2 separate regions of the Rattus norvegicus genome follow, and region 1 is linked to region 2. The links are chromatin contacts, called in public Hi-C maps. All regions are on one chromosome and are shown on one strand. The core of a region is the stretch at or near the end of the contact, and the rest is flanking DNA. Distances in the headings are between cores, read along the strand shown. Region 1 overlaps Lin7a (lin-7 homolog A, crumbs cell polarity complex component). Region 2 holds the start of Lin7a (lin-7 homolog A, crumbs cell polarity complex component).

Evidence for each region. Hi-C and Micro-C count contacts between places; a contact is called where the count stands out from the background.
Region 1: a Hi-C map of liver shows a contact between it and region 2, with 3 times the contacts expected there. The contact joins the enhancer-like site here to the promoter of Lin7a in region 2. A contact is called at or near these places in 6 of 12 Hi-C or Micro-C datasets (Schwann cells, frontal cortex, hepatocytes and 2 more).

Annotation. Positions count from the first base shown.
Region 1 is chr7:44,570,688-44,576,526 of GRCr8, reverse strand. All of the region lies in intron 2 of Lin7a (lin-7 homolog A, crumbs cell polarity complex component), which reads right to left. Among named protein-coding and RNA genes, the nearest start is that of Lin7a, 100 kb to the right of the region's middle. Within about 2 kb of position 2,351, at least 2 of the 93 cell types and tissues checked have an H3K27ac peak or open chromatin away from gene starts, as enhancers often do. A contact at or near this core is called in hepatocytes and liver, where this site is marked.
Region 2 is chr7:44,471,443-44,477,371 of GRCr8, reverse strand. Lin7a (lin-7 homolog A, crumbs cell polarity complex component) reads right to left here and starts at 3,804. Exons shown (of 6, transcript NM_001408921.1): 1 at 3,705-3,804. The coding sequence starts at 3,786.

The DNA.
Region 1 (5,839 bases), core at 1,102-3,601, 100 kb before region 2:
TGTTTTGCTTCCTTGATAGCTCTTGCACAAATATATTCTACTTATTTATTTTCATAGCTGACTAAGAGGAGGAATCCCTCCTCCCCTGCCTTGCTTCTCTTGTTAATAAACTCTCTCATCAGACACATTTTCCACTCCTAACTCATTATCTCCTACTCAATGTTCCTCGCTCATGCACATAGTCTCACAGTTAAAAATTCCTTCACCTCAGCTGTCTGGCCAAGTACCGACCTGACCATGTGTCTAGTGTGATTTTGGCTATCCTCTGCCCTCAAGTGACAAACCAGTCCAGAAATCACTCACTGTGAAGAACCAAGTCTCTTCTTCATTTTTTTTCTTTTTTCTTCTTTTAGGAGCTGGGGACCGAACCCAGGGCCTTGCGCTTGCTAGGCAAGTGCTCTACCACTGAGCTAAATCCCCAACCCCTCTCTTCTTTATTTTTAACCTCTCCTGTGTTCCTGGCTCTTGCAAGTTCCATAATGAACCCTTCCACTGGTCCAGGTCTTTGAGGTCTTTGAACATCCCTATAATGCTGACAGAAATATTTCTCTGCCTGGTGGGCATTTGTTTACCAAAGTTTATGAGGATGTTCAAAGGTCTAATTCAAGATTTATCTCCCTGAATAAATGTTTCCCACATCTCTCCTAGACTTCCTGGCTTTCTGAACTTGCTGGGGGTCATGTTGATTAGTGATTTCTTTGTTTGCATTCACAGATGTTTATAAAGACCATCACTTAGCAAATAATTAAAAGAGTGTCATCAACTGATTAGGGCAAAAGGTCATTTTTTGTTAGGGAGAAAATGTAAATACTTGATAACTATTGCAAATTAAAAATAATTATCCTCAATATTCAGATTTGAATTTTCAATTAAAAACCAGGATTCTAAAAGGGCAGAACTGTCTAGATGATTGCACAGGCTCTGGAGATGGCTTGAAAACAATCCCAGGCTGGCTGTTCAGCTTTCCAATTGTATGATGTTGGTCAGTTAAGTGCTTGATTTCCCTGGGGCTCAATGTTCTCAATTGGAAAATGTGCCTTAAAGCGGTAAGTCTTTTATGACGACTGGATAAGAACATAACAGTTTGCCATATGTAGTTAGATAACTGAAAGTTTGCTAATAGCACTACTGTCATGACATTGCTCATCTTATTTGATCCTGGGGTCTTTGGGGAAAAATCTCCCAGGATAAACAATATATGAACAGCTAGGGCTCTCAACTGGGGACCAATTTGTTCTCTGGAGATACTTGGCAATGTCTGCTGCCTTTCAGCAAGTGGTAGCTGCACCAATTCTGTATCCCCAATCCTCCCCGACCCCCAAATCCATGACTCTGAGCAAAAGTGAGGGAGACAGCATGATAAACTTTTTATAATGCGAGCATACTGAGCGAAACCAATCCAATATTGTTGTCTGTCTTTTTATTTCTACAAAGCACAGTAGATTTGGAATGCTTGGTCTTCAAAAGTGAAATGAGGAACAGAGTTTAGTGATCCAGTCAGGTCAAATCTTTGAGATATTCAGTCTGCATGGGGTGGATAACCTAATAAACCTCCTGTGCCTCTCATTTCCTAAGGGAAAGCGATTCATCCCTGCGTGCCTTTCTTGTCAAGGACAACTAAAAATACCCTTCCCTATTTTGAAGAAAATTATCAGGGAAAAACACTCATTTTGCTGGACACCAGAAAGGGTTCTTAAAGGCAAAAGAGAAGATAGTTGTGTGTGCTTTGACAAAGGAAAGTGGTGTTTATTATCCTCTGAATCCCCTGTCACAGATTTGCGATAACTTTGAGCTGTGACATTTGTAGGCAAATTCCATTGAGCAGCATGCACTTCTAGCCATATTAGATCATTGTTAGAAGGTCTAGTGCCTTTTTGCCTTCTATTTCAATATTAGTGATTTCCTAACTTTGAAATACTCCAAGAGATCCCATGACATTTTGAGCATTTAGACCTTTTGCTAAGTTGCTAAAAATTTAGAGAGGTAAGTCGACTAGATAAAAACAAAACAATGGTGGTATGTTGGTTCAAATAGTTCATTGAAATGTGTTTATCTAATACTCTTTTCTGAGTTATTCTGTGTGCCAGCTGTGCTAAATCATTTTTATTGGATATTTTACTTATGTTTCAAGTGCAATCCCCTTTCACAGTTTCTTTTCCGGAAAACCCCTATCCCATCTTCCCTATGAGGGTGTTCTCCCACCTACCCACCCACTCCTGCCTCCCCACCCTGGCATTCCCCTACACTGGGGCATTGAGTCTTCCCATAGCCAAAGGCCTCTCCTCCCACTGATGTCCAGCAAGGCCATCCTTGCTACATATGTGGCTGGAGTCATAGGTCACTCCATGTGTACCCTTTGGTTAGTGATTAATCCCTGGGAGCTCTGGGGGTTCTTGTTGGTTGATATTGTTGTTCTAAATCATTAAAGGAAACAATCCCTTTCCAAAACTGAAAGAACATGATTTCATAACAGAATTGCTATTTAATCTTTTCTTTTTATTTATTTATTCACTTTACATCCAGATCGCTGCCCCTTTCCATAGTCCCTCCCTTTGTCCCCCTCCCCTTCTCCTCTGAGAGGGTGAGCCCCAGCCCTGATATCCTCTCACCCAGGCATACCAAGTTTCTGTGGGACTAGGTGCTTCCTCATTTGGAGGCCAAACAAGGCTTCCCAGCTAGAAGAATGTATTCCACAGATATGCAACACCTTCAGGGATAGGTCCCACTCCAGTTATTTGGGATCTACATCTGCTAACTGTGTGTGTGTGTGTGTGTGTGTGTGTGTGTGTGTGTGTGTGTTGGGGGGCAGGCCTACATCCAGTTCATGTATGCTCTTTGGCTGGTAGTTCAGTCTCTGAGAGCCCCAAGGGTTCAGGTTAGTTGACTATGTTGATCTTCCTGTAGTGTTCCTTTCCCCTTTGGGGCTGCAACCCTTCCCCCTATTCTTCAACAAGAGTCCCCAAACTCCATTCACTATTTGGCTGTGGTATCTGCATCCCTCTTAGTAAGTTGCTGGGTAGAGCCTCTCAGAAGACAGCCATGATAGACTCCTGTCTAGAAACATAACAGAGTATCATTAATAGTATCGGGGATTGGCTCACTATGAGCATAGTGGAGCACATGTCCTGGTGGTGTGGTTGAGCATCCTTTGGATCTTTGCTCAGGAGCAGTAGAGCTGGGTCTTCAGGTAGAACTATTTCTAATTTTTTGAGGAACCGCCAGATTGATTTCCTGAGTGGTTGTACAAGTTGGAAATGCCACCAGCAATGAAGAAGTGTTCCCTCTGCTCCACATCCTCATGAGCATGTGCTGTTGCTTGAGTTTTTGATCTTACCCACTCTGCCCAGTGTGAGGTGGAATCTCAGGGCTGTTTTGACTTGCTTTTCCCTGATGACTAAGGATGTTGACCATTTAAGTGCTTCTCAGCCATGTGAAATAACTCTGTTGAGAAGTCTCTGTTTAGCTTTGAAACCCAGTTTTAATTGGGTTATTTGGTTCGTGAGAGTCTAACTTCTTGAGTTCTTTATATATTTTGGATATTAACCCTCTGTCAGATGTCTAGTTAATGAAGAACTTTTCCAAATCTGTAGGCTGCTGTTTTGTCCTACTGACAGTGTCCTCTGCATTACAGAAGCGTTTCAGTTTCATGAGGTCCCACAAATCAATTGTTCTAAAATTGATCTTAAAACCTGTTCTGTGCAGGAAATTTTCTCCTCCACTAATGTGTTCAAGTTAATTCCCATTTTCTCTTTTACCAGATTCATTGTATCCGGTTTAATGTTGAGGTCCTTAATCCAATTCAACTTGAGTTTTGTGCAGGGTGATAAATATGGATCTATTTGCATTCTTCAACATGCTGACACCCAGTTAGACCATTTCTTGAAGATGCTTTCTTTTTTCCACTGTATGGTTTTGGCTTTGTCAAAAATCAAGCGTCCATAGATTTGTGGGTTTATTTCTCGGTCTGCAATCCTATTCCATTGATCAACCTGTCTCTGTAGCAATGCACGGTAATTTTTTTTCCTTTTATCACTATTGCTGTGCAGTCCAACTTGAGGTCATGGATGTTCATTCCTCCTGAAATCCTTTTATTGTTCAGGATATTTTTGGTTATCCTCTTCTTTTGTTTGTTTGGGTTTTTTTTTGTTTTTTTTGTTTTTGTTTTTGTTTTCCATATGAAATTGAAAATTGTTCTTTCAAGGTCTGTAAAAAATGTGTTGGAATTTTGATGCAAATTGTGTTGAATCTTTAGATTGCTTTTGGTAAGATGGCCATTTTCACTATGTTAATCCTCGTAATCTATGAGCGTGGGGAATCTTTCCACCCTTTGATATCTCCTACAATTTCTTTCTTCTGGAACTTGAAGTTCTTGTCAGAAATGTCTTTCACTTGCTTGGTTAGAGTTATACCAAGATATTTTATATTATTTGTAGCAATTGTGAAGTGTGTTGTTTTCATTTTAGTATTTTGGCATTTTTATAAAGGAAGGTTACTGATTTCTTTCTGTTGATTTTGTATTCAGCCACTTGGTTCAAATTGTTTATCAGTTGTAGGAGTTCTCTGGTAGAATTTTGGGGGTTATTTATCTATACTATCCTGTGAATAGTGATCCCTTGCTTTCTTCCTCTCCAATTTGCATCAGCTTGGTCCTCCTTTTGTTATCTTCTTGCTGTAGCTACAACCTCGAGTTCTATATTGAATAGAGAGGGAGAGACTAGGCAGCCTTGTCTTGTCCTTGACTTTAGTGGGATTGCTTCAATTCTCTCTCCCTGTAATTCAATGCTGGCTATTGGTTTGATGTATATTGCTTTTACTATGTTTAGGTATATGCCTTGAATCTTGATCTCTCCAAGACTTTTAGCATGAAGAGGTGTGGGATTTTGTCAAAGGCTTTTTCAGCATCTAATGAGATGATCATGTAATTGCTTTCTTTTAGTTTGTTTATATAGTGAATTATATTAATGGATTCCATACATTGAACCATCCCTGAATCGCTGGGATTAAGTCTACTTGGTTGTGGTAAATAATGTTTTTGATGTGTTCTTGGATTTGGTTTGTGAGAGTTTTATTCAGTAATTTTGTGTGGATGTTCATAAGTAAAATTTGTATGAAGTTCTCTCTCTTTGTTGAATCTTTGTGTGATTTAAGCATGAGGGTAACTGAGGATTTATAGTCTGAACTAGGTAGTGTTCCTTATGTTTCTATTTTGTCTGATAGTTTGAGGAGTATTGGTATTAGTTTTTGTTTGAAAGTTTGAGACAACTAAACTAAAACTGGCCCTGGGCTTTTTTTTTTTTGTATTGGGAGGCTTTTAATGACTGCTACTATTTCATTAGGAGTTATAGGACAGTTTAGATAGTTTACATGATCTGATTTAACTTTGGTAAGTGGTATCTGTGTAGAAAATCATCCGTTTTGTTTAGGTTTTCCAGTTTTGTGGAGTATAGGCATTTGAGCTATAGTTCCTCAGTTACTGTTGTTATGTCTCCCTTTTGTTATTTGTATGCTGTCGCTTTGCCTTTTAGTTAGTTTGGCTAAGGGTTTGTCTATCTTGTTGATTTTCTTGAAGAGCCCGTTCTTGGTGTTGTTGATTTTTTTTTGTATTATTTAGTTTGTAACTGATTGATTCAGCCCTGATATTGATTATTTCCTACCACATACTATCATCTTGGGAGTGTTTGCTTCTTTTCGTTGTAGAGCTTTCAAGTGCTCTGTAAAGTTGGTAGTGTAAGATCTCTTCAAGTTCTTTATGAAGGCACTCAGTGCTACGAGTTTTCCCCTTAACGCTGCTTTCATTTTGTACCATACGTTTGGGTATGCTGTATACTAATTTTCATTG
Region 2 (5,929 bases), core at 2,555-5,054:
GGCCCATACATATACAGCCACCCAATTAGACAAGATGGATGAAGCAAAGAAGTGCAGGCCGACAGGAGCCGGATGTAGATCGCTCCTGAGAGACACAGCCAGAATACAGCAAATACAGAGGCAAATGCTAGCAGCAAATAGGACCCCCGTTGAAGGAATCAGAGAAAGAACTGGAAGAGCTTGGAGGGGCTCGAGACCCCTTATGAACAACAATGCCAAGCAACCAGAGCTTCCAGGGACTAAGCCACTACCTAAAGACTATACATGGACTGACCCTGGACTCTGACCCCATAGGTAGCAATGAATATCCTAGTAAGAGCACCAGTGGAAGGGGAAGCCCTGGGTCCTGCTAAGACTGAACCCCCAGTGAACTAGACTATGGGGGGAGGGCGGCAATGGGGGGAGGGTTGGGAGGGGAACACCCATAAGGAAGGGGAGGGGGGAGGGAAATGTTTGCCCGGAAACCGGGAAAGGAAATAACACTCGAAATGTATATAAGAAATACTCAAGTTAATAAAAAAATTCTTTTAATTAAAAAAAAAAGACTTGGGCATTAGGAATTTGGATCTGATCACTGTGAGCTGTGCAGTTTTAGCAGTCTGACACTCAGGTATTCCAAGGTAGGTCTCATCGTTTGCCTGCCTACTAGAGATCTTGGGTCACTCCAAGCTTCTGGAGTTCCATTTGATTTACTCTATGGCATACATATGGAATTTTTTCCTACTCCTATTATTACTGTGCTGGTCATATTGACCCCACTCCAGGTGTCATACTGTCCCAATGGACTCTACTTCCTTGATTCCAAAGGACACCCACCGAGAATCAAATCTCCCACGTAGAGGTAGCTTAGCTCTGAAAATACCTATGAATGTTCCTCTGTAAATGAAACTACTAGAAAAGAACCATGCATCTTAACCATAGCTCTTCTGATTTGGTAAGATGCACTGGTAGTGCCTGACATAGTCCCGTTTCCTTCTTCCCTCTTGCCCAGTAGATACAATCCTACTTATTGCCTGGTGGCACATGCCTTTAATGCCAGCATTTAGGAGGCAAAAGCAAGCAGATCTCTGAGTTCGAGGCCAGCCTGGTCTACAAGGCAAGTTCCAGGACTGCCAGGACTACATAGAGAAACCCAGTCTTGAGAAACAAAAGGCCCAGCATTGGGAAGCAGCTGAGGCTGGTAGACATCCACCAAGTGAATGTGGGAATGGGTCGTTACCACTGCCTCATGTGCCCTTTTCTATCATCCTCGATGGCTCTGCAATGCCAGAACTCCATGGATTGCACTCCACTCTCATATGCAATCTGTCTAATTAACAGTTCTTGACTTACTCCAGGCTTTATTTCACTATCACTAGTCTACATTAACTTTCTATTCCATCACAAGTCAGGGACGATGAGGAATTCAAAGATGGATTAAGAAATAACTTCAAGGAGCTTTACCATTTTGGGGAGACAAACTAAAGAAGGGTTATAAGGGCCTTGATGGAGCCAAAAGCCTTTGTATATATAATGTGGGCTGCCACCACCCCAGCCAATGTATCAAATGGCACTCTGGGAACTTGGAGTGACCCAAAATCTCCAGTAGGTGGCCAAATGGTAAGACCTAAGTTGGGATAACTGAATTACAGACTAACACTGCACAGCGTCACAATTAGCTTACCCAAATCCCCAATGCCCAACACACCAGGACAAAGTTTAGAATCCTGTATTTCATCAACCTAATAAAATTACTTAGTTAATCATATTAAGTTACTATCACAGTGAAGTAAAGGGAAGATAACTTTACCGTCTTCTTACAACCCAAGCAGTTAAAGCCAGTGATTCAATAATTCAGATGTTCACATAAGTAACCAAGCTTTGCTTCCTGAGTTACTTACTCTACAGATCTAATCACAGAAGGACAGGTACCATCTGACTATAAACATGAACACACTTTAAATCTTGGTCTTCTCTGGACAACTACTGGGGCGCCCAAGGGCTAAGATAAACTTCCCCAAAGTGGACTAGTTATACTACTAATAGTAGTGCTGGGATGTAAATTTTCTTGGGTTTGTGGTCTTCTTGGAGTGTTTGCTTCTAACATAGAACTTGGGAAGTTTAATATAGTTAAACTTGGGATGTTTAATGACTGTAATTCAGTAATGGGACAATAGAAGAGCTCATCACATTAAAACAGAAATACTTGGGAAACCCATCGTTTTTAATAGCCTGCCATCTGCTTGGCTCTTACCAGCAATGGATTTATCCTGCTTAGTGCAGATGATATTGGGACTAAAATCATAGATTACACGGCGGACTTCTGAGCTCTTTGCTGTTATTAATTTGCAAGCTTGTAAACGAACATTTCCCAACATAAAAATCAATTATTGTTCAACTCTTACCCTAAGTAAGGTTGCTATGGGCACCGCATAATATCCGTTCTGGCACCAACAGATTGAGTTAAAGTCACCAGAGATCTCTCCAAATTAAGAACCTGAAACACAGTTTACCAGCTTTGCCACTGTGCTCGCAGTAGGATGCTCTTTTTGCCTTGCTGGGCCCTCTAGTTTAATCCTCCAGAAAGAGAAATTTTAGAGGGACAAGGACTAAATCATTTTCTTCTGAGCACAGCATTTTCAAATGGCTGCACCGGGTCCTAAGCCCCGCCGCTGCGGACCCAGAGCTAGAGGTGCCCTCTCTCTGCAGAGCTGGGACTCTGGCGCCCTAGTAACTGGACCCGGTGAGGCAGAAAGGAAACTCCCATTTACAGCCAGGTACTACTCCGGTGCGCTAGGCAGGGCCGGATCCTAGAGGAGAAACCGGTAACCAGGTTTGTGAAGGTTTGAGCAAACGCTGTTTCCCATTCAACCAAAGAGTAGGACGCACAGGTCACAGGCTAGAAGTTAAACAGTTACCCAGCCTGCGCTTTGTCTCCGCGCCTTCTGCAGCCCAGGCACTGAGGTGCACTTGGCTGGTGAAGAACAAGGTTTGCTGGAGCAGGAAACAGGAGTTGCTATCGCCCTGAAACTGCAGGGTGAGGGAGTACCGCGACCCGAGCCGCAGCTCCGGACCGCATGCCGGAGCCAAGCCGGCTGGGCTCTTGGATGCGATGTCCCCGAGCCGGCGAAGGTTGCCCCGGCTCTGCTCTGCCCTTTCGCCCGAGGGCAGGGCCCTGGCTCGGCAGCCCGGAGGCTTTGCACCCAGCTACCCATCCAAGCGCCCTGCCGCCTTGGGGCGATCTCCCTGTCACCGCAGCTGCACAGACCCCTCGTTTCCAGCGCAGGGACAAACTTCCTCCCTCCGGGTCCCCGCGCCGGCAGTTGGCAGTTGGCTTCCCCACTGGTCCCTTAGCAGCGTTAGCTGGAAGGGCTTTCTGTGCCCATCTCCAACCTCCAGTCACTAGCGCTCAGCGGTCCCTGCTCATCCTCTCCAACAAAGCCGGGGCTCGGAGGCGACCCGGAGAGGGACTGAGACTGGCAGCTGAAGCATCGAGCTCTGGCAAGCACCCACGCCCCGGCGAGCGCAGCAAGAAGGGGCGGCAGGGACCAGGCGAGGAGAGAGGGGAAGAAAGTGTCCTGTTCTGGGCGCGAAACCCTCCTGGGTTGATCCTCCTCCCCCAGCTGCCCCTGCCCGAGCGCATCCTGCCTTCCCTGTGGGACTGGGCAGAATGGAAGGCGAAACCGTGCGGACTGTGTGGCCTGACGGACCAGCCGCTCCCTTACCTCTGTCCAGAGTAAGCGGCTGGACCACTGTCAATGTCGCCATGTCTGCCGTGGGAGCCGAAGTGACGCTCGGCTTCAGCATCAGCAACCGCTTGTAGTGAGAAAAAGAGGAGGAGATTGGGGGCGGGGGTGGAGAGGGAAGACGGAAAGGAGGGGGAGGAGGGGGAGGCAGGAAGGTGGTGATGGAGGAGAAGAAAGCTTGGGTGGGTTGGTAGCCAGATGGAGATTCAACTGTTCCGCCGCGGCGAATCTTCAGTGCCGCGCCAAGCAGGGCAGGTATCCGCGAGCGCCTGCATGGCCAGGAGCTGAGAAAGGAACGCTCAGCCCTAGAACTTTGCTCGCCCACCTATCGGGAGCCCTGGCTGGGTGTAGCAGGTTTGCTGTCTTTCAACTTTCCACCCAAGCTTAGTGGTCAGAATGCACTCGAACACAGAGGAAGAGGACACGGAAGCGGGAGAGACAGTAGAGAGAGGTGGGGACAGAATTCTTTTCAGATTAAGAACATTTTCAACCTCCCTTTCCACATCCCTTTCCAGGGGAAACGCCACTAGTTATGGGAGATGTGGCTATATATCACTGTAGTTGCTGTTAATTTCTGTTGAAGCTTTTTGTTTAGAAGGTCCCCTCCCAACAGTACAAGGGTACCGGAGGGCCAGGGTTCTGTAAGTCAGTGTTTATTTAGAAGCTGGGTTTATTGCCTAGGAAAATAACTTGCCTTTACAAGCAAACTTCCTTAAAAGGTTTTAAAATAAAAAATGAAAACAACAGTTTCTGTCAGTGAATGATATTTAACTGGGACCCTCTCGTGCTAATCTAGAAGAAACGTGCATTCAGAGCTGTTATGTATTGATTAATTAGCAGGGATGGGAGGAGTTGAGTCACGGATGTTTGGTACCATTTACTACATCTTAACCTGGGGATTCTTTTTTTTTCTGCACCCTCTGAATTACAGGTAGATAACGTTAAAGGCCTGGTTTCAGAACCAGTCGATCATGTTTCAGTTCCCGAAGACTTAGATACTGTGAGCCCTTTATCCCAACTTCCATGAAATTTTCCCCAAGCCTCATTTCCTTATCAAATCATGAAGAAGCATGGAGAAGCCTCCTCTAGGCATAACAGAGATGAGGGAGCACAGGGCTGGGATAAGGATGCTGCCCTTCCCTGTGACTATGACCAATGCTATGTTCTGTTAATGATACCCAGAGGGGAAGGGAAGGAAGCAGATATTCAGCAGTAATTGAAAAGTCAAAGATGATTGGCCATCTAGCTATCCAACAGATCCTTAGAGACACACTGAACGTAGTATTTCTTATACTTATCTTTAACAGTTTTAGGTTTAAGAACTTTGATCATGAAAGTCAACTTTCCGTCACTCATATTATCTGACAAACTCTCAGTCCCTTGTAGATCCCCAGTTTTTACATCTGTCAATCACTTCACAGCTTCATTCAGTTGGAACGTGATCATGTAATAGGAGGAAACTGATCCTAATTTGCAAGGTCTGGGCTATTTCTAAGCTTTTGATGGAAAAGAATATACTCCAAGATCATAAACATACAAGTAACATATGGACTGGGTGGCATACATTTATATATTTAGAAATATATATAATATATTTTATATATGAATGCATATATATATATATATATATATTTGCAAAACACTGAGAGAAATAGAGACCATAATGAGATAAAGGGAGCATCGATACATGGAGAGTAGAGGTAGGAAACAGGGAAATTATGTAATTATACTTTAAAAATTAAGGAGAATAAAATGAAAGCATCTCTTTCATGCTGCAGAGATGGCACAAAGTCTAAGATCACATATTGCTCTTATAGAGGACTCAAGTCCAGTCCCCAGTGTGTCCATTGATGGTTCACAGCTCTGTCCTAACTCCAGCTCCAAGGGTCTCTGACCTCTGGCCTCCTCAGCCACTGGCACTCTATGAGCAAAACCACACAGACACATCATTAATGGTAAGATACATCTTTAAAAAAATGAATGATTTTTTAGTGTAGTAGACTATAAATTTATTAGCATAAGCTACCAATAATGTATTTATTATTGTATTATTGGCTATTTATTACCTACTTATTAGTTTAAGGACTAAGCTAGGGTCTAGTCAGGCAAAGGTTGACAAGATTTAACATCTTTCTTTCTACTTAGTTTTTGTTATGTGACAAATGGTGAATTCTGTGCAGGAAGTTCCCTAAGTGCCAAAGCAT